Regions from separate parts of the Anas platyrhynchos genome. Here region 1 is linked to region 2. Evidence: chromatin contacts called from public Hi-C data. All regions are on one chromosome and are shown on one strand. The core of a region is the stretch at or near the end of the contact, and the rest is flanking DNA. Distances in the headings are between cores, read along the strand shown.

Region 1 (4,893 bases), core at 2,350-4,849, 110 kb before region 2:
GTAAGGGTCAGGTGCCCGGGATGTGCTTGGAGATTTCTTGGAGCAGAAGACTTCTGGCTTCTTTCCATCTCTAACATTATTCTATCAGCTGGGCTGCAAAGAGGAAGAACTACTCATAAAATCTTAGGGTTGCATCCTCCAGGGAGCATCTATTTAGAGATGCAGAAGCCTTCCACATGCCCGAAGTAAGCAGAGCAGGAGGCTGGCTGGGTCTGCTGGTGCTGCACTGAGCTGGGGTCTCCAGCAAAGCACCAGCCTGAGCACACACAGAGGATGCTCTGCGTCCTCACTTTGTGACCCCAGAAGCATTTCAGAGCTGGTGGGGCTGGCTGACTGAGGCACCTGGTGGTGGGGACAAGGAGAGGAGCCTTTCCATCAGCCACACTAGCCTGCCCCCAAATCAAGGTGCTAGAGGCACCTGTGTTACTGGTACTGGGAGGCTGCTCAAGGACCTGGGTGCCTCGAACATGTGGCTCTAGCATCAGCTGGTTTCCTAGCCCAGAATGAAGAGCCATCATTGCCTTTCTCGTGGTTTCAGCAGGTTTCCAGGGTCTAAAGAGGGGTGACTTCCCATTAAGACGAGCCAGTGGAGGACAGATCTCAGCAGGACATGTCTGCAACCCTGAGGGGCCCTTTTCCAGGCACGGTCATTGGCAATGATCGATTGTAACAGTGAAAGGAACAACACGTTCCTGCTGGAAGGTGGCACCAGGGTCAAGTGTGCAATTGGCACAGACATCTCTTCTTCCCAGAAGTTAGCATACCTGCCCTCCTGCTGGCTCTGCCCTTTCCCTGTCCTGGCTCTCTGCTCCCCTTGTCAATCTTCACGTTGGCTCCATCACACCGCAGGGACAGCCCAGCACAGGGCAGCTGCTGCCTGCACCCTTCCCACTCTAAATCCTGATGCCAAAGGACGTCCTGGCTGGTCGGTCTGGCACACTGACCCTGCATGGGGATGGGTGGGTGGCTCCATCCTCACACGTCACCAGGAAACACAGCACAATGTCCCCCCAGCTTGTTTACCAACCCGTGTCCTTGCTGTGTGAGCACTGGGGCTCACGTTTAGGGTGACTTGGCTTTATTTTGTTACTCCAAAGTCTTTGTGCAGATGTCTCTTTCCAAGTCTCACTGCAGTTCCTCTTCCCTCTAGGCAGCCATTCAGACAGCTCTGAAGTCTGAGAACTTCTCCTTGGCCATGGAGCTTTATGAAAAAGCAGGCGATACCTTTTTCAATGGCAGCCGAAACAGAGACCGAGCAGTGGAGTTTTACAGGGTACTGATCCCTCCAAGTGTTTCTCTGTTTATGTCCCTGCTACACGATGGCCACGGGGAGCTGTGCCTAGCAGGATGAAGGGTGGAAAGGGACGAGGTCGTTCTGTGTGTGCTGGCACACAAATGTGGCTGGGGGGGAACATGCAGCATGGACACATCTGTAACACCTTACTCCATCTCCTGCTGCTCCATCACCCCTCTGCGGGCAGTGCTGTACCCACACCTCCAGGAACAGCCTGGACTCACTCTTTTCTCTCCCCAGGGTGGTGCTGTGCCCTTGGCCAGGAAGCTAAAGGCCCTTAAGACAGAGCTACGGCTGTTCAACAAGCTGGCAGAGCTGCAGATTGGGCTGCAAGGCTACGAGAAGGCGCTGGAGTTTGCCACGCTGGCAGCCCGGCTGAGCATCAGGGTGGGTGAGTGATGCACACCCCCGGGGAGCAGGGCAGAGGGGGTGCTGTCTGCGTGACAGCACTGTGCACGTGAAAGGGAGATGCTCCTGCTTTCATAAGACCTCTGGACCAATTCTTATCCCAGGGGTTACATCTCTTTAAAGGCTGCTTCCCTTTTTAAGCTGCCCACAGGGGTGCTCTGCTGTGGTGGCGGTGGGGCTGGCTGAGCAGAGGGCTGTTGCTACACCAGAGTACAGGAAATCTTATGAGGGCATGGGACTGAACAGTTCCTCTTTGCCCTGGCTCTTCCGATAAACCTACCCCTTTCCATTGCAGAAGTAGGATTAATGAGCAAAATAAATGCCTGAGACGGAACCAGCCTTGTAATAACCCTCTCCAGCCCCCAAGAAATCCCCTGGTTGAATGATACATGGTATATATGGCAATATATATATGCTATATATAGACTGGCAATCTATCCCACTTTGGTATCAGCACCCCTGATAGCTCTGTTTTCTCTGGACCATCTTCAAAGGCAGTGCCTCCTTATGCAGACAGATATCTGTGCCCTGGGGCTGTGGAGCAAACACATCCCTGAGCGGCTCGGTGTGCTGGGCTAGGAACTGTGTGTGAGTGCCCTGCAGTCTGACTGTATCAGCAACTTTTTTCCAGGAGATCAATTGCAAGAGCTGATTGCATTCCACCGCCTGGCTACAGCCTACTATTTTCTGCAGATGTATGAGATGGCAGAAGACTGCTACCTGAAGACTCTCGCCCTGCGCTCCCCTGTGCTGCAGTGCTCTGGAGAGGCCCTGTACTACTCCAAGGTGTATTGCCACCTTGGCAACCTCACGCTGCACAAACTGAAGGTAGGAGGACACTTGCTATGATGCTGTGTTGTGTTCTTGGGTCTTCATGGGGCGCTGGAGGTGGAGTATCCCATCTGCTGGCAAAGCAGCAATGGTTATATACAGCAGCATCCTGTGGCTCTCTGTCCTGGCTGCAGCTTTACAATAAGCACACACAGTGCTGGCACAGCCAGGTTTTGACATGGGACAGGCAGTTTGGAAAGAAGTGCTAGCACTTAGTGACTGTACAGAGCCCATTTCACTGAATTCAGGTGTCACTGGGTTCTGCCTGGAACCGCTGGGCTCTGCTCCAGCACCCTCACACCCCGTGGCCTTGCATTACTTCCTAATTGCCCTGCTCTTTATGCTTAGGACGAACAGGATGCAGCAGCCTACTTCCTTCTGGCCCTTGCTGCGGCGACCGAGCTGGGAGACCAGGAGCTACAAGGCCGCATTCACGCCAAGCTGGCTGACATCCCCAGGGTCACGCTGGGGCCCGTGGGCACGCCGGGCTGTGCCACGTACCGGGCCCGGTGGCTGAGCGAAGGCGGCCACGTCGTCTGACCCATCCATCGCCATGGGGACGTGCCTGCAGACAGCTTCTTGCCTCGTACGGGTCCACGTGCTCTCCAGAAGCAGCATCCCAGGAGGGGTCCGGCCTCCTGACAGCGATTTATCTCCATGTCCCCAGCAGACAAGGGACCTGGGACCCTCATTTCTTGGGAGTGGCGCTGTGTGCCATGGCACTGCTGGCAGAGCGAGGCAGGATGGGGCCCAGGAGCAGGTGCTGGAGCACAGTGCAATGGGGAGAGAGGCAGGCAGCACTCCAGGAGTGTGGCTGTGCGGGATGGGGATGAGGACAGGAACATGGACAGGGATGGGGACAGGGTGTCACCCATCCCCACCCGGACCCCACCGGACAGCTCAACCGGCGATGGGACACCTCCGACCCGAGCGTGTTTTAACTCGAATAGCAACTCTATTTATTCCTACCTGTTCTCTGTGCTGTGTGCTATGCTCCGTGACCCCACAGCTCCGCAGGAGCCGGCTCCTGTTGGGCACCGAGCTGCAGCCCCGCTCACCGCCAGGGCGCACCAGAGCCCCGCGGTTGCGGGCGGCGGAGCCGCTCCTCGTCCCGCTCGGCCCCAGCCCTGCTGCGGGTGCTGAGCCAGGGGGGAGCGCTCCCCCGGGCTCGAAAGGCTGTGCCAGCGAGCTGGGGCTCCACGGGGAGACCCTGCTGCAAGTCCCTTCGTCTCCCTTCCATGCTGCGCCCCTTGGAAGTGCCAAACGCGCAGCGTGGGTCTCCTCGCCCCCGCTGCAAGTGCCCACTTCGTTTTCCCCTTCTGTCCCCTGTGAGCCATCCATCACCAGGGCAGCGAATAGTTTAATGCTTGTTTACCAAGCATTCCTGCGATGCCATCGGGGCAACCTCAGCCCTGTGTTGGGAGGAGGCAAATCGCTGTCCCGTTTGACATCCAGCGAGCTTTTGGGGGAACCGGTCCAGGAAAATCCTCTGGCTCGCCCTATGGGCAGCCCGCTCTGTGCTCAGCTCAGGTGCCGTGTGCCCTCCCAACAGAGGCCAGGATCTGTGCAGCTGCACCAGCCCTTCTGTGCGCACATCCCATCCTCAACTCTGTCCTTGGAGGCCCCAAAACGACACCTGGGGCCACCATGAGGCCCAGCACCCAGGTGGGTGCAGACCCAGCATCCCTGCAGACCCACATGGGTGGCCAGTGGCTCTTGTGGTTCTTGTCAAAGCGAAGCCCCGTGGAGGATGAATCATGCAGAGAGCATTCTCCCTAAAATATCCCTAACAGAGCCAAAACCTGAGGCCTTTCCGCCTAGCACCAGTGAGAAAAAAATGGGCTTTGTTTAAACACAGCGAGTCAGAGTTTCAGCTGGTCTAAATCAGCTGAGACATCCTGATCTGCAGGACTGTAGGTCTGGCCCGTAGTTTTTAACCAGACATGTGTTTTCTAAATCACAGCAAATGACTTTGTGCTGCCTGGGGGAAAAAAAATAAAAATGAGGAGGCTCACTCCTTGAGAACATCCCATAAAACATCCTTTTCCCTCTCATCCACCAGCCCTCTCTGACAAAGCCGGGCTGTTTTCCTATCAGGATGAGAGGTCAGGGTGGCCAGGGCTGATTAAACATCATGATAACACTTGGAAATAAAGTGAAACTTGGTGCGTGCCAGCCCCTGTGCCTGTGCCCAAGGGTGGGTGAGGACCCAGCATTCCTGCAGCTAGGGAGGAGATTTCTCCTTGTCCCATTCTTTCCGGGCAAGGAAAATAAGGTCTTTTGGGGTCTTCGTGCCAGAGGAGGTCCCTGGGTGATGGCACAAGCCCCTGGGCAGCCTGGCTGGGGGTTATCACCTTCCA
Region 2 (4,738 bases), core at 98-2,597:
GGATGGTCGGTGCCACCAGCTCCTCTGTCCCTCTGTGCACAGCCCAGTGCTCTCCAGGCTCCGAGGCCATGATGTGCCATCGTTAACCACCTTACAGCCTGAGTTAATTACAACAGAGGCACAGCTCTGGGATGGGGACCTGTGGGCAAAATTCACAGCAAGAAAACTTTTTAAAGACTGTTTTGAAGAGATACTTGATGACAGAAGAAGAGAAAGATAAAGCAAGTGCCACTAAAAAAAACAAAAAAAAACAAAAAAAAAAAAACACAAAAAACACAATAATAACAAAAAATAAAAAATATACTCAAAAACATGGTTATACAACGGCACTGCCAACATCAGTTTGAAATGGGGAGTTGAAGCCAAGACGGGATCCTGTCTGGGAGAAACTGGTGTCACGGTGTGGTGTTCAGGCAGGAAGCAGCAAGGCAGGGGAGATAGCATCTCCTGAAGCCACACCTGGAGATACGCTGGGCTGTGCCACGAGACCCAGGTGCTGGCACTGCCAAGGCTGTGATATCATGTGCGGTGTCACCAGCCACACCCTGGAAGAATGTAGGTCTTTTATTCAACGCTTTTTGGCAGAAGAAAGAGAAAAGCCGCTGTCTGTCATCAGGGCTGTGTCAGGCTGAAGGTATGGGCTCAAGTGAACATCAGCTTCTTTAACGCTGAGACAGGCAGTACAAAACAACAGGCCTGTCATCCATGTATTAATTTATTTCTCCATCCTTCTTGTATGTGAAAAAAAAATATATATATATGTTTGTAGTACCACTCTGCCACATGCATTTCTGTGAGCTAAATCTCCTGGCTGGGTTCAGATGCAGCTGGGCTTGTGCTGGGGGAGAAGAGGGAGGGAGGAGATGCCGAGGAAGTTTTCTACCATGTACGATCGCCAACGGCACTAACTCTTTCAGGCTTGTAAGTAGCCACACACATACACACAGCTGTGCTCAGCAGGACACACAGTGTTCAAGGTGAAGAAACTCCCACTCCTACCAAGGATTCCTGTACCTCATCCTCCCAGGGACAGGATAGTGGGGACGGTGGATGGGACGGACCCGTAGCCAAAGCCAGGATAACCATACCTTGCATCCAGTCCCTGCCTGCCCTGCCCTGATCAGTTGTCTCTCTCCTGTCTTGATCTTTCTGCTCCTTTCCCCTTGCCTTGCTTTCTCATCTACTCTGAGGAAGATGGGAAGAAAGCCACAGACACAAACGAGGTCGCAGCAGTCAGAGCTGGATTAGCTGTTCCCAGCCCACAGCACAAGTCCCACCTGGGACCAGAGGCTTGGCAGAGGCACTGGGGTTTCACTGCTGAGTGCAGGGGCTTCGTCCTCCCAAAAGTCAGCCCCAGTCTGCAGAAGGTCTGACCTCTGTTCATCGCGTTTTCTCAGCTGCTTCTCTGCTTCCTCCTTTGTGCTGGTTGCTGGCTTGCCAGTAAAACAGTTCATCAGCAAGGAATTTTTTATCCTTTCTATTTACAGCCCAGGAAGAGAGCACTTTAATGGCCTTTCCAACAGCAGAGAGAGAGACAGAATCTATCTTGGACAGACATCAAATGGATGCCAGCCTGGTTTAGGCTAATAAAGAGCATCATTGAGCTAATGAGATTAAGGCTGACTTGTTTATGCTGTCCCTGCTGGAAACGGTGCTCCAGGATAGCGGCTGTGATGTTCCTGGGACCTGGGGAATTACAGAGGAATTTCTGCGTGGCCCAGAAGGCATTGACCCAATTCCTCTGCCCTCCCACGCCCAGCAGTTTGCAGGTTCATTGGGAAAGATCAAGGTAATGAACTATTCCCTCCTAATTTTCCCATCCCTAGATAGAAAGAAGCAGAAATCCTCGGGCCAGTGATGAGACACCACATTCATCTTGTCCCTGGAGAAACCTCTTAGCATGTTCCCTAGGGTGGGGGCTGAAACTATGAGCTGGTGGGGAGGAAGAAGAGGACAGGGCATAGGTGAGAGGGACTGGTTGTCCACCTTTGCTGTCTATTGCCAGTAACATCCACTCACCATATCTACCTGCAAGTTATCCACAAGGAAGGTAGGAGATTCTCTGAACCCTTCTGCTGCATCACCAGCTGCAAGTAATTAAAACATCCCATAAATTAAAAATCCCAACAGTCAAATGAAGTCATGCCTGAGTCCAAATCTGAAGCAGCGGAAAGGACTCGTTTTTTCCAAGCTCTCTGTGAAATTGTTCTCAAACCCACTCCAGCAATCTAGGAAAAAGGAAAGTACTCCTCTGGGAAATGTTTTGGGAGTGTGACTGCCCACTGGGAGGAAGCACAGGCGTGGTGGCTGTGTTTTTGGGGATGCTGGCAGAGCAGACACCCCAGACACCATGGGGAGAGAGCTGAGGTGCTGCCCTGCAGCTGGGCACTGCTTGTGGCTCAGGATCTGGGGCATGGCTGCTCAGCCTGCTGGCACCATACCCTGAGCTAGACGGGGAGGTTGCCCCCTCTGCCTGCCCCCACCCACAGCACGTCCCCCTGCCCGGCCCAGGCACCAACAGGGATGTTGTGGGGGTCCTTGTGGGGCTGCTGTCCCCAGGCAGTGTCCTGCAGCTCCTGGACTAGCAGGGACAGGGGGATGGGATGGGATGGGATGGGATGGGATGGGATGGGATGGGATGGGATGGGATGGGATGGGATGGGATGGGATGGGATGGGTGCCGCTGGCTTGGCAGGTGACCACAGGAAGCATTGTGCTACTGAGCTCATTTCCACCAGGACCAAGGGTTCATGAAGGGTAAAAATAACTCTGGAAAAACAGAGCCAAAGCCCAGGCGTGGAGTCTCTCAGTTGCTCAGGCTGATTCTCCATCTGCCCAAGCCAGCCCTGGATCCATCCTGTTCCACCCTGCCTGCACAGCCCCATGCTTTGTTAGCACCCACAAGCACAATGATATTACCAGGACCAGAGGAACCATCCTCAGCACATCAGACGAACCATACAGCCCTGCTCTAGCCCGATTCCTAAAGAGCAGTCTTTGCTATTTTTAAATAACAAATGTTGTGTTACTCTTTTGGGAAATGTGGAATTTGACTCCGAAGAACAAGAGAAATGTTTCCAAACAAAATGCTCTGCCCTGGTGCTATTCCTCTGGAGAGCCTTTGGATGTTTCTTACAGTCTTACTGTTTGAATAAGGAACTTGTCCAGCTCATTTGCAAATGTCTTGTGCTGCAAATAGAGCTGCAAGAACAGCTGAATTTTCAGTTTTGTTGGTGAATCAAAAAAAAAAAAAAAAAAAAAAAAAGAGAGAAAAATATATTAGCTCAGTCTGAACAGAACTGCATTTTCCCCTAAGTTGCTTTATAGAATAACAATGACAAAGAAGATGAACTAGACCCAGAGGCTTAATTTATTTGAGAAGCATTCATTCTTCTTTTTCTCAAAATAAGTAAATAAATACATAAATAAAAAAGGGAAGTGTGTTTTTTTTTTTTTTTTTAAAAAAAAAAAAGCAATTCTAATAGATCAGGTTGAAAGGCTTTTTTCAAAAATGTCAAAACAAAAAAACTTCAGTTCTTTTGGTGGAAGGGTAATCTCAGAGGGGAGAATTTCTCATTAAACTCAACCCAAAAAGTGTGGATAATTTCCTTCTCCTATGAGCTGCAGTTTCCCCAAAAAATTGTTTTCCATTGAGGACAAATGCCCAATTTCCCAGCTAAATTTCCTCTGCAGCACTACACTGGAGCAAGGGATAAATCTGTACGAAGTAGAAAGCCCTTTGCAGAAAGTCATGGAGAGCCAGGGACAAAAAGTGCAAGAACAAGGGACAGAAAAACTTCTGGCAGCAAATGAGTTTCCTTCCAATTCAGATATTATTGAATTTAAAGCCACATCGAATGCAGTTTGTTCAGGGCTGAGGAGAAAGTAATAAATGTGGAGGGTTATTTCCCACTCTGCGTCTAAGTTTCTGATAAGAAATGTTCACATGCTCCCCCCAGAGGAACTAAAATGTAAGAAACCCAAATCTGGCAGAGTTTAGTTCACTCTGTTGTGCATGAGGAAAAAAAAAAAAAAAGAGACAATTGAGCTCAGGCCATATCGAGCAATTTATTAGGTGCTGCAAAATTAATAAGAAGCTACATGTGCTACATGTGTTTTCTAATATGATCACATTTCCTGTGGACACAACCACAAGCTGACTGTACTGTGCTACTTCTTCTGGCTCACATTAAATATTAAGTAGTCATGGAAATACCAACTTTGCAGAGAAAAGGCAGGGTTCTCCACCATGAAATAAGGTCTTAGAGCAGAAGCATCTCACTGGACTCCAAGAAACCTTATGAAATAAGGTTCTCCAGAAGTCTCTTTGTTAGCCTGCTCATGTTGTTCACTCAGACATGCTGAAGGAAGAACCCGATGTCCTCACTTGCTCACCCCTCAGGTCCCCCAGATGTTCATGGTTTCACAGGAGCCACCTAACAAAGATCTATTAGTCTGAAAAGAAGGCGCTGAGATTTCCTAAGTCTTCAGTATCGTTAGATATCCATCAAAGCTGAGGGCAGTATTTCAAAGGTGAAAAATGGTGACAATCTGACCCAAGGGCTACTTGGAAGCAACTGCCTAAAATTTGGTATTGATGTTAAGGGCTCTCAGATAAGGTTATTATGGGATACATGGAAGGAAAAGTCTTGGTCTGACCATCTCCTCTGTCCAGGAAAAGGTAAAACACATCCATCCTCGTGGCCTGAGAAGTGACTATACAGAAGCTGCCTCCAAC

What was found. Hi-C and Micro-C count contacts between places; a contact is called where the count stands out from the background.
Region 1: a Hi-C map of subcutaneous adipose tissue shows a contact between it and region 2, with 2.3 times the contacts expected there. The contact joins two enhancer-like sites. A contact is called at or near these places in 3 of 8 Hi-C or Micro-C datasets (liver, skeletal muscle and subcutaneous adipose tissue).

The regions. Positions count from the first base shown.
Region 1 is chr14:11,446,692-11,451,584 of IASCAAS_PekinDuck_T2T, reverse strand. SH3TC2 (SH3 domain and tetratricopeptide repeats 2) reads left to right here. Exons shown (of 19, transcript XM_027468529.3): 16 at 1,151-1,273; 17 at 1,535-1,685; 18 at 2,334-2,530; 19 at 2,882-3,501. The coding sequence ends at 3,073. Among named protein-coding and RNA genes, the nearest start is that of SH3TC2, 16 kb to the left of the region's middle. Within about 2 kb of position 3,599, at least 1 of the 8 cell types and tissues checked has an H3K27ac peak or open chromatin away from gene starts, as enhancers often do. A contact at or near this core is called in subcutaneous adipose tissue, where this site is marked.
Region 2 is chr14:11,337,165-11,341,902 of IASCAAS_PekinDuck_T2T, reverse strand. No RefSeq gene overlaps it. Among named protein-coding and RNA genes, the nearest start is that of UBTD2, 62 kb to the right of the region's middle. Within about 2 kb of position 1,347, at least 1 of the 8 cell types and tissues checked has an H3K27ac peak or open chromatin away from gene starts, as enhancers often do. A contact at or near this core is called in subcutaneous adipose tissue, where this site is marked.